3 separate regions of the Sus scrofa genome follow, and all the other regions are linked to region 2. A link is a contact called in public Hi-C and HiChIP or PLAC-seq data. All regions are on one chromosome and are shown on one strand. The core of a region is the stretch at or near the end of the contact, and the rest is flanking DNA. Distances in the headings are between cores, read along the strand shown. Region 1 holds the start of KRR1 (KRR1 small subunit processome component homolog). Region 2 holds the start of PHLDA1 (pleckstrin homology-like domain family A member 1). Region 3 holds the start of OSBPL8 (oxysterol-binding protein-related protein 8).

Region 1 (4,194 bases), core at 1,190-3,689, 500 kb before region 2:
TTTAAAAGCATGTGAATTTTTCAAAGTAATTTATTACAAAATTACAAACGAATGAACTATAAGGATAAAACTTACTTTGTTTAAAATACCAAAGGAACCATATTAATCATATGCCAACACCTTAAAAAAAATCCATCAGCACATAGTCACTTACTTAAAAGTAAAACTATAAGCAAAAGCAAAATCTCAAAGATATAAAATATGCATACATGTTCATTCAAGGCTTTCTGTACCAATGGCCAGCACTCTTTCAAGTAAGCCTCTCTGTATTTTGGGAACAAAGTTGCAAAACTGCTCTCCTCCAAGAGTCCTCTGGGATTGTCCTCTTTGGAAAAAGCTGGCTCCTTCCAACCATCGGGAACAGTGAGGAGTTCTGATTCATCTACAAAGAGCGAAAAATCTACACATCAGATTAACTTCTTTTGGATATTTTCTGAACACTTGTATGCATACATTCACAAGCTTCCCAATACTCTCCTTGCATTTCCTTTTCCCCTGCCTTTTATATTATTAAAGAACATGCCTCTGTTATAATCGTCAATATTAAATTGATTAAAATTATCCACACATGTTCCAGCTGCCTCATAAGATTAAGTTCCTCCTTTGAGCCACACTCACTGGCATATGCCTGACAGAGAGTGGATACTCAAGAAACTTGTATTTCACTACACTATCTTAGAGTTCAAGATCCAAATTCCATTTTGTTTATATTAGTATTTTAAACATAAGTAACCTTCAGACCTAACTGAAGTGGAGCCTTGATGTAAAAATATTTTCATGTGTATGTGTACATAAAACTTTTCAAAGCTGATCCTGGTGTACACTTTCAGTTAATATTCACTACTGTGGGGTTTTAGGTTTTCCAAAGAGCTTTCATGTGCCTTATTTCTGTATACCTTCATGACAACTAAGAAATGAATCAGTATTATTCCCATTTTATAAAAGATATTCAGTTCAAAGTTCAAGTGAATAATAAAAACAAAGTAAAGCCTAAGAAGGAAAACACAAAAGAATACCTATGTTCCCTTTTCATTCACATAAAATTCAAAAACAGGCAAAATTAAAACATCCTGTGCATAAGTAGTGAAGATTATAAAGAAAGGGAACAGAATAATTGACATGATTCACAATGGTTACTTTGGGTCCCTAAAGAGATATCTGAGAGTTGTAAGCAGGGGATTTTGAGGGTAAGGTAATGCTCTATTTTACTTTATGGTCTGTTTTGTTTCACTTGTTGGTTTTATTCTGTAAACTGTACACGTACTATCCCCTTTGCTATATACTTTACTTACTTAAGACAGCAACAACAAAACACCTTTAGTATTTCCTTAATGCCAAAGGAATGAGAGTTCAAAGTTTTTAACCAATAAGACTAGTTGAGCAGGCTATTTCTCTGGAATAGAGAGAAAGGAATAGAAGATATATTTCTTCTATTCATACTGAAGAAAATAGAAAAACAAAACTACAAAGCAAGAGAAAAGTTTAAAAATTATGCAGTCAGGAGCTGTGTTGGCAAATGCTTTAGCAACCTGACAAACAAAAATAATGATAAGCTTTCCAAAGTGTCTTTCCTAGCTGACAAACTAGTGCTAAGGACAATGGCAGCTACCTTCCATCACTACGTCTGTCTCAGTCCTTCATTATCACTCTATCACTTGTTCACTTTACAAAAAGATCTCCCAGAGTTGCCCTTGTGGCTCAGGAGGTTACCCTAACATAGTAGGTTAGCCCAACATAGTGTCCGTGGGGATGCGTGTTCAATCCCTGGCCCCATTCAGTGGGTAAAGGAATCAGGTGTTGCCCAGACTGCTGTGTAGGCCGACAGCTACAGCTCGGATTCAACCCCTAGCCGGGGAATGCCATACGACGCACGTGCAGTAGTAAAAAAGAAAAAAATAAAAACAAAGCAAAACAAAATGACCTCCTACCCCTGCCTCATCCCATCCCTCATTCTGTCAACGACTTCCAGCCAACGCTGCGAGTGTTAAGAGTCCAAACTCCCTCCTCAATTTCGTACTTAATACTCCTATTTTCACACCCTCTTACAAAAAAAAAAAACCGCATTCTGCAATATCTCTACTTTGGAGACTTCTAGCAAAAGCAATTAGTTAGGAACACGTTGCCGGCACCTTACTGGTCTTCCAGAAAGTCTGCCAACAATCCCAACTGGGAGCAATTACCGGTATTCAACTTCAAAGAACAGACTGAAGGCGGAGTTACACGTTTCTAGCCAGTGAAAGACAAAAAACCCACAAATCCCGGGCTTTTGTCCTCACACAACCTCACCTCGATTCTCTGGCTTCGGCTTCTGACGACGAACTGCAGCCGGAGCATTCTGCTGGGAGGACGCCATCTTCAAACTGCTTCCGGCGATACCTGGAAGCGAGTCCTTTCTTAAGTCCTACCAGCTAAAACCCCCGTACTCAAAATGAGTTCCGCAGAACGCAAACGAGGAGATCTGCGCAGTCTCCATGTGTGCACTGCATGCTGGGAATTGTAGTTTAACAGTGTGGGCGAGTCGGAGAGGGTTTTATCCACGGTTTTCTCGTAGCCTCAGGGTGTAACCCGGAACTCGGGACTCCAGGCTTTAGGCAGAGTGCAACCTAAATATCATTGATATCACTCATCCTTCTATAACTATTTATATGACCATCAAATATGTGTTAGGCGTGGAGAGGTGGTAGACGTGAGAATGCAAGGTCCTTGAAGTTAAGAAATGACAGTAATAGTTACCATTTGAGACTACCTTGTGTTGGGCACTTTATTTGCATTATTTCTAATCCTTGAAACAAAAGCAGAGTTAAAACTCTAAGATTGCTTTTTTGTTTGTTTTTGTTTTTTGTTTTAATTAGTTTTTCCAAGTCACTGTTTCTGATGGTCACTTTCTAAGGTCGTGCTATTTCTCTTTCTAAGCCGCAGGGATGGAAACTAAGCGATGCTTCTGAAGTTTTCACCTAGTCTAAGATTTCCTCAAATGACTAACTCCTGTCTATTTTAACATTGCACATAGCTGGCGTCAAGATGTGGGGCTGGAGTTCCCATCGTGGCTCAGTGGTTAAGGAATCCAACCCTGGCCTCACTCAGTGCGTTGAGGATCCCAGGTTGCAGTGAGCTGCGGTGTGGGTTGTAGACAGCTCGGATCCCGGTTGCTGTGGCCCTAGCATAGGCCGGTGGCTACAGCTCTGATTAAACCCCTAGCCTGGGAACCTCCATACGCCCCTGGTGCAGCCCTAGAAAAGACTAGGGGAAAAAAAAAAAAAAAAAGATGCGAGGCTCACCAGAGCTATACATTTTTACACTTCTAGGAAACTAAAAATTCTTAAGCTAAAGGTAAGACTTCTTTTGATGATTGCCATTTAAAAATTTTCTGCAACACAAATAGGGAAATTGATAGTTGAATTCCTTGTATTAGTGAAACAGGAAATGTTTATCCCAAATTCATCTTCGCATATCTTCTGTAAAAGACTTTCCTTTATGAAGTACTTGTATAAAACAGTTCCGTGAAAGGTACTGTGAAGCCAAACTGACTAGTTTGCCAACTACTGGCTATACAGCCTTCAGCAAATTTCTTACTTACTCTGCAAAGAAGAGTTCCTGCAATAGAGAGAATAAGAGGAATTCAGTGACTTTACACATATGAAAAGCTTACCAAAAAATATTTTGTATGTGGTACACATTCAAAAGTTGTTAGGTATTATTTCTCTATAATGGCGAAAAAGTAAAATCATCTTAACTTTCAATTAAGGATATAGTTAAATAAATTGGTTTTGGCTTCATAACTGTGAGATATTATACAAGCATTAATAAGAATTAATTAAATCTATATGGGAATATTACCTAGAGGCATTGAGTAATAAAAAGCCAGATACAGAAAGATAGGTTAATTATATATATGTAATTATTAGACCTTTATAATAATTACATGTATGTATAGATAACATCCCATTTTTATGAAGCAAATCATTCAACAAATTTTCATAGAGCATCTATAATGTTTCAGGCACTTTTAAAAATACTTGGTTCTGTTCTATGTTCTGGACATAATAATGTGTTTGTGTGTATGTGATTGTACAATGAACAAAGATTTGGATTGGTACACATTAAGTTTTCAAGGCTGACTACCTTAGGAATGAAGGCAATTAGAAAAGAATAAGGGAAATTCCTGTGTGGCTCAGTGGTAATGAATCTGACTAG
Region 2 (4,071 bases), core at 483-2,982:
CAGAGTCTCTCAGGGCAGGTGTAGTTGGAAAAACATTTCATATGGGAAAATGATACAATACAAGCTTGAGTGGGTAAAAATATGATGTATTCTGGAAGTCCAAGCCATTTTCTTAAGAGATACACACGGTTTGGTGTTTGCTCACCTTCTGCAGTTTATCAGGATGTAACAAGTGCATTCTATCTAAATTACTTCACACTGTCTGAACAACCAGCACGATTTTCAAGAGCACTTATTTTTTTATAACTAGACTTTAAAACTCAGAATATCCAGTTGGGTATTTCAGGACTTAGTGACTTTATAAATGGCTCAGTGTACAATTTGCCTTCCCAGACCATAATGGAATTGATTATTAGAGATCTCAGCGCAGGAATCTTGTAGATTGATGACAATTTTGTTCTCAATTTCACCAGTCACCACCAACTCACAAAAATGACCACACTACCATTTTTTAAAGACAAATAAATCCACAGAAAGCAAATTGCAGGAAATAACTGTTTCCCTAAAAAAACCCCACAACTTCAGTTGTATATACTGAAAACCTACAAACGTCACTTAAAAATTACTAAAGTTTAGAAAATTCACTAACAAATCATTGCTTTGGAAAAAAGTCTGGAAAGCCTATTAGGTAGGGCCTGCCAGATAAAGATGTCTGTTGGGAGCATCTGACATGGCTGATCATCTCTTGGATACAGTTCTTCACTGACTTCAAGGTATCACCTAGTTTTCCTTCCACTTTCCTGGTCAGTCTCTCTCCTCTACAGGTTCCTCCTCTTCTCAACCTTTTAATCTTTGAGTCCTTGGTTCTCTTCTTATCTACACTCACTCCTTTGTTGATCGCATCCAGTCTTATCCTTGATTGCATCCAGTCTTATCCTTTTCAATAACAGCTATATGCCCAAGACTCCCAAATTTATCCAACTGCTTGTTGTCAAAGAATAAAACAAAGACCACCAAAGTTAAAAAATAATAATATTAACATGCCAGGCAAGGGCACATATACTGCTGAGTAGTTCACTAGAGGAGAAAATCTGAGGGGTTTTTCATAGAAAACAGGGTTCATAGAACTTTTGCTTAAATAAAAAATTTAAAGAAAGCATGCCAATAGGATGGAGTCCATAGGCTTATATAAGATTGGTTGAAACAAATTCCTAGATAGAAGTGGTTCAGTAAGGATCTGGAGGCAAAGATCATGGTTAGAACGGCTGCAGTAAAAAAAACAGCCTTCAGTTGTTATATATTCCAGGTCACTTGTTACTGTAAATTGAATTGTCTCCTTTACCCTTTCCCTACAGTACTATTTGGGTATCTGACAGAGAACTCAAATATATGCACTCCCAAATTTACCTCCTCACCCTGACCTGTTCTACCTACCTGCAGCCTCTCAGTTGGTAGCAATTTTATCTGTACAGCTGCTCAGGCCAAAACCAAAATTCTTGGAGTGGTACTGCTCTTAAAACAAGCCAAGGGAGTTCCCGTTATGGCTGATGGGGTTACGGGTCCAACTGGTATCCATGAGGATGCAGGTTCCATCCCTGGCCTAGTTCAGTGGGTTAAGGATCAGGCACTACTGTGAGTTGTGGTGTAGGTCACAGATGCAGCTCCTGATCCTATGTTGCTGTGGCTGTGGTGTAGGCTGGCAGCTGCAGCTCCAATTCAACCCTTAGCCTGGGACCTCCCATATGCTGCAGATTCAGCCCTAAAAAGCAAAAAAAAAAAAAAAAAAAAAAAAAGAGAGAGAGAGAGAGAGAGGTTTCCTGGTTAAGGACCCAGCATTGTCACTGCAGTGGTGCAGTTGCATCCCTAGTTCGGGAACTTACAAATACCATGGGTGCAGCCAAAACTAAAAACCAAAAACCAAAAACAAGCCTGTGGAGGCCACGAGCTTTAGAAGAACCAATACTACGTGTCTATCTGGAACTCATACTCTTTCTAGACTACATTTCAGTTATTCAGGATTCCAAATACCCTGCCTAAATAATTTTGGCTATTTCAAAGTGTGTTATATCACCACTGATTTTGAACATATAGGCTAGGATGTCCACACAAATGTGCAGAAGGCCTCTTGCCATTTAATTCAGAGGCAAGGATGGGAAGAGAAGGAAGGTGAGACATGGGCAAAGGATCAGCTTTCTCACAAGAAGTTTCTGGCATAGGACTTTTAAGGATCTGAAATCAAACCTGTTCCAGGCACTTATGAAGATTTATTTGTCAAGAGAGTAGTGTTGGGTGCATTTTCATTTCACAAGGCTTTAAAATATTTAATCATTGGTGTCTCCATTGTACTCTTGCCCCAGAACTACAAATGTTTAGAAGGACGCCTACCTTACAATAATCCTTTACTCACTTGCCAGTTGAGTCAAGAAATCCCATCAGTTATGTCTTCAAACTATATCTATATTCTGTCCATTTCTCTCAACTTCCTTCATTACCGCCCTGATCCAAATCACCTCATCTCTCCCCTGAATTACTGCAAGGGCTTTGCCTCGACTCTATCCTTGTTGTCTTACCATCTATATTACAATCTCTTTGTCATCTCAATCACTTTCTTCAAGTCTTTGCTCAATGAGACCTTTGCTAATCAGTCTAAAATTGCAACCATCCAATTTCCCTTAACTTTTCCCATAGCATGTATTACCTCCTAACATACCGAATAATTTATAATGCCTTTTGCTTATATTTCTGTTTCCACTCTTGTAGAATGCAAGCTCTTTTAAGATGGCAAAGATCACTGTTTTGTTGTATCCCAAACACCTAATAAATTTCCTAGCACAGAGTAGGAGCCTAACATATGTAGAAATTTTAAATGGACTCAAAAGCCTGAATCTGTCATTAAAAAAAAAAAAATCAAATGTCTTTGAATACTTTTAACAGATTTTTCATCATGCATCCTACTTTAAATTTTTTTCAAACTATAACAGGACTTCATAAAAAAAAAAACTTCTGAAACTTGTCTTATTATTTATATTTGGTATACTTTAAAAAATGGATTAACTACTATATATGTTAGACCTCTCTGAACTTTAAACGCTATTATATTTTATAAATGCTATGTAAAATAAGTGCTATAAACCTTTCTTTTTCTGAGCAACATACAATAGGTATTTAAGTATCATCCCATTGCTTGCTTGTAAGAGTAATTTTTTAAAAAATAAGAAACTACACATGGAACTGAATTGCTAGCAGTTTCTCTTAGTTGGCAGTTAGTCAGATATTTGCTTAGAAGTCCATTAATCAACACTGGCTTAAAGACATTTAACAGAATTTAGAAAGTTATTGTGTTCACTTTCATTTACGACTTGATTATAAGATTATAAATTGCTTAACCTATAAACATCATAATTTGCAATATACAGTAGGAACTCATGAAAAAAGACCATCTTGAAAGATTTGGATAAAGTTCAAATATCTAAAAGAAACAGTTAAAAGCCCAATAATCCATGAAAATACAAGTCAGGTCACCCTCAACAGTGCATAAAGGTCCATCCAGACTGCAATGTTCTTCACCATTCAACTCTTCATTTCCTAAAATACTACTTAGTAAAAATACTTTTTTAAAGAGCTTATTTCCAAAATGCCTAGTTGAAAAAGTTAACTCTCTTGAACTGAATACAGAACTATCCAGGTTTCACATGTGTCCTTTTAGCTGCCTTCCTTTTCACCTTATGTTGATCAACTGTGCCTCCTAGTGATCAATTTGTATAACACAGCTTAGAGCAATTCAGAATAGTAAAGGGTCTTAGGTGCTCTATCGAAATGTTTAAAAAACTGTTAATACAACCCTAGATCAAGCACTGCCAATCAGCTGTCTGTCCTTTCTATTCTGCCAATAGCCTAATTTATGTTCTCTTTTCTGTCATTCACACTTTTGTAACAGTCCAACCACTTGAGTCCATACCACCCAACACACTGCCTTGCTACTTCTATTCCTAAAATGTGACAGAAAAATTTCAGTCTCCTCCTACTGCATATTCTAACTCCTTAATCTGGCATGGAAAACCCTCCACAGAATAATAAAGCTCGACTTGCCTTTACAATTTAGACTTTCCTTCTGCTCAACCCTAAGTGAGC
Region 3 (3,883 bases), core at 1,311-3,810, 430 kb after region 2:
TACAGCTCTGATATGACCCCTAGCCTGGGAACCTCCATATGCTGCAGGTGTGGCCCTAGAAAAGACAGAAAAAAAAAAAAAGGTCTTTCTATAAGGCAAATGTAAATCTTAATTTTATCAATTTGTTCTTAAATCAAAACTAAAATATAATTTCCTTACACAGAAATGTATATTTATCCCCAAAGTATATATTAAGGCTTTTCAATTCAAAAGAAACCTAGATATTGCCAAATTTATAGATGCCATAAATTTTTGGTAAGAAACATTTGATTGACTCTAATATTTGATTGACTCTAATATGTAATATTTTAACTGAAAAAAATGTGGCAGTTCCTTTTCAGATACAACAAATACTATGATTCAGTGAAAGAAATAAACCATAACCATTTTAAATTAAACAGGCATTTCTTTTTTATTTATTTATTTATTATTTTTTTTGTCTTTTTGCCATTTCTTGGGCCTGCTTCCGCGGCATATGGAGGTTCCCAGGCTAGGGGTCGAATCGGAGCTGTAGCCGCCGGCTACGCCAGAGCCACAGAAGCTTGGGATCCGAGCCGCGTCTGCAACCTACACCACAGCTCACCTCAACACCGGATCCTTAACCCACTGAGCAAGGCCAGGGATCGAACCCGAAACCTCATGGTTCCTAGTCGGATTCGTTAACCACTGAGCCACAACGGGAACTCCTAAACAGGCATTTCTAAGCCTGTGAACAATGTACTGAAGCTTAAATGGTTCACACAGAATTTGACCGCAACAACTTAAGTTCCATAATTAAAGACCTAAAAGGTAGTTCTTATGTTTCATCTTGTCCTTTTCCCATTACTCTGAACAGGCACACTGTAGTCATTCCAAACACAGCTGCTATCAAAAAAACGGTTAACAAAAATTTGAAATTAGTTGTACTTTTAATAGAGCACAAATTGCATGCCTTACTTCCCTTTCCCAACCTGTTTCATAAAGCTAGCATTATCTTAATAATTTCACTACAAAAATTAGGAAGCACAGAAATTAACCATGGTCCCTCAGCATGGTCAAGTTCAAGTGACACCTGATGGGATGGAGGGAGGAAACCTAACAAGCAGTTCACCCATGTTTCTCCACCAGTCCCTGTCTGCGCTCCTTGGAGTCCTAAATGAGGCAAACAAACAAACAAACAAAAAACCGCACTAAAATGGCACTAATTTGAAGCTAAGTTTTAGGGGAAGTTAATAAAAACTAATAAACCTACCATACACGGTGCATTCGATTATCATTTAGAAGTCATTTAAGTCTTCCAGCATCAGAAAGGAAAAAAATCTCATTAAATTACTTAAATATGCTTATATCATTAGTTGGCTAAGTTTTCCCATCTAAGTAGGAGCCTAAGATACCCATTATCTCAAGCAGCATTTTGACAAAATGAAATTAGGAATGGTCCCCAACCGCAGACGTTTCTCATAAAGAAGAATGTTAAATGACTTTTGTAAATGGAAAATCTGCATATACTGCTGCTGCGCCTCGGCCAGTCTTGAGTCGGTGGCTCCATGAACCAAAAACATGCTCTTTGTGAAGCTCCTTGGAATCTTAAGGAACGGCTCAAAAGCAATCATTAAATATAAAAGTCCAGCAAAGGCTTCGCCTTCCTCCTACGCTACATAAGGCCACAGGAACTGAGGTTTAGAGGAACATCACCGTGTCACTCGGCTCTGCAAGGCCGGGTGCGGTCTGCGGTGCGCGGCACAGCCTCCTCTGGGGCTGTCACAGGAAAACGGGAGCCTCGCCTTAACTGCACCAAGTGACAAAGCGCCAGCTCTCCCCGGCGCTGGGGCTTCCGGCAAGACCCCGCGGTCCGCCCAGTCAAACTTCGGGAGGAAGCAGACAGTCAAAAAGCTCCTACCAGCCCCCAGCCCCTGCCACGGCTTTGTAAGGTTGCAGACGCACCTACCGCGGGCCCCAAAACACTACATCCCCGCCAGCCTCTGGAATTCCCCACTCCAAAAGCGGACAAAGGAGCCAAAGAAAAACTCCCCGGCGCAGGGTGCCTGGAGTCGCCGCCAGGCCGAGCTCAGAACGTGGGAGGGCAGGGGGTGCAAGTCGCCCGTAGGGGAGCGAACCTGTCACATCCCAATTCACCGACCCGCGCGACACTCACCGATGCGGAGTCCTCGGAGAGGCGGGGCGCAGGTGGCCGGTTCCTCTAGGGCCCTGCACGCGTCCAATCGGACCCCAACTTCTCTCAGCCGCTGTCGCCGGCGGCAGCTGAGACGCGAGCCCACAGCAAGGGCGCTGTCTCGCCGCCACTGAGGCACTGCCTGCTTCGCCCTCGAAGGGGGAGGGAACTCCGGCCCCGCGGTCTACTCGCCCAGGCGGGCCCTCACCTTCCCTCCGCCTGCCGGCTATTGACGGCGGCTGCGGCCGCGGCGAAATCTAACACTGCCGCCGATGCGGCTGCCGCTATCACCCGCGCCTGGCCAGGAAAGCGTCGCGGCCTAATGCTGTCATCATCGGCCGAGTCGCCGCCTCTCTGGGCACCTAGAGCGGCCAAGGTCCTTCGATTTCGAGCGCCCTCCCCTCCCGACCCCGCCCCCCGGCTCCGCCCCCCGACCTCGGCTACAGGGCTCGGACCACACCCCTTTTCCGTCATGTGACGACGCGGGGAGAAAGAGGCGAAGACCCCTCCCCTACCGGGCGGGCGTCAGCCGCGCGGGCGCAACTGTCAACACTCCACCCTGGTGGAGTCTTGTCGCCGCTGAACCGCTTCCGCACACTCGAGGGCGGTCTAGGGAGGCGAATCCACCGCCGCCCTCCCGGAGCTTACAGGGGCGAGGCCTTCGGGACCGGTTGTGCAGGGCACTACCCATTCTGAGGAGACTGCAGAACAGAGCTCGGGGTAGGGCCCTGGGCCCCACGCCCATCCTGAGGCCCCAGCGTGAGGCCCGCCTCCCCAGTTTGGGTTTGGCTAAACTTTCAGCCAAACAAAGGAACACAGAAGGCATCTTGGTGTCTGGCTTGGAAAGCCATAACTACTTGTTCCCGTTTCCGGTAGCACGTTAATTGTGGCATTTAGTGTACTGTTTTCTTCAGTAGAGGTTTTTATTTTTGAGGAAAGGTTGGTGCATTTCCTTCACGCTAGGATGAAAATAACCTAGCAAACTTATTTTTGTTCCTAGTCCTGTTCAAGATCCTTCATGCCAGCTTTACAGTGTGATAGGTTGATGGCGGTTTACACAGATACACAGGAATTTGACAGTTTATTCTATTTTTAAAGTGAAGCCTACTTCTTGATTTTTTTCAGGTACTTTAACTTTTGGACATACCTTTTGCCTTCCGTTTTAACTGTGGTTGAAGGAACTTTCCCCCCAACCTGTTAATAAGAGGAAAAGAGCAAAAGGCTGGACACCAAAAGAAGGACAATGACAATACAAAAATAAGGGAAGTGCAAAAGCAGAAAGATCATAAACTCTACTAACAATGAAGGCACATGAGAAAGCTTTCTGTAATATCCAAACAGTTTGTAACTCATTTTTCCTTTTATCTAAGTTTTCTCTCTTAAGCGATTCTTATTTCATTTTCTTAAGACCTCGAAAAGCATTTTGATCAGCTGGATAGTTTGAAATGAATAAGCAATAGCGTTTGGCTTATGTAATCTCTTTACAAAGGTATTTCGTAGAAACTCTAAACAATCATGGACTTTAAGACTCACCATTATTTCATATTACCCAAGAAAGGAAAAGAAATACTGCCAATTAAACTATGCCTTGCTACTGATTTTTTAAAGACATATCTTGAACCCAGAGATGTTAAAATGTGAAAAACAATGAGTCTTAGAATCTATGAGATTGTAATGAATTGGTGTTCCAATGAGGAAGATTCTATAGGTTCTGTTCTGAAGTCTGGGAGA

What was found. Hi-C and Micro-C count contacts between places; a contact is called where the count stands out from the background. HiChIP or PLAC-seq counts read pairs in DNA pulled down with a chosen protein or histone mark.
Region 1: a contact with region 2 is called in a Hi-C map of embryonic fibroblasts, with 4 times the contacts expected there. The contact joins the promoter of KRR1 here to the promoter of PHLDA1 in region 2. A contact is called at or near these places in 2 of 5 promoter capture datasets (fetal liver and fetal skeletal muscle), 18 of 47 Hi-C or Micro-C datasets (adipocytes, alveolar macrophages, embryonic fibroblasts and 9 more) and 2 of 2 datasets of contacts at active chromatin or transcription factors (alveolar macrophages and skeletal muscle).
Region 3: a contact with region 2 is called in an H3K27ac HiChIP or PLAC-seq map of alveolar macrophages. The contact joins the promoter of OSBPL8 here to the promoter of PHLDA1 in region 2. A contact is called at or near these places in 1 of 5 promoter capture datasets (liver), 1 of 47 Hi-C or Micro-C datasets (retroperitoneal adipose tissue) and 1 of 2 datasets of contacts at active chromatin or transcription factors (alveolar macrophages).

What each region holds. Positions count from the first base shown.
Region 1 is chr5:38,819,343-38,823,536 of Sscrofa11.1, forward strand. KRR1 (KRR1 small subunit processome component homolog) reads right to left here and starts at 2,440. Exons shown (of 10, transcript XM_003126388.4): 1 at 2,287-2,440; 2 at 210-382. The coding sequence starts at 2,353.
Region 2 is chr5:39,317,581-39,321,651 of Sscrofa11.1, forward strand. PHLDA1 (pleckstrin homology-like domain family A member 1) reads right to left here and starts at 1,733. Exons shown (of 2, transcript XM_021092050.1): 1 at 1-1,733.
Region 3 is chr5:39,742,088-39,745,970 of Sscrofa11.1, forward strand. It overlaps OSBPL8 (oxysterol-binding protein-related protein 8), which reads right to left and starts at 2,561. Exons shown (of 23, transcript XM_005655647.3): 1 at 2,135-2,561.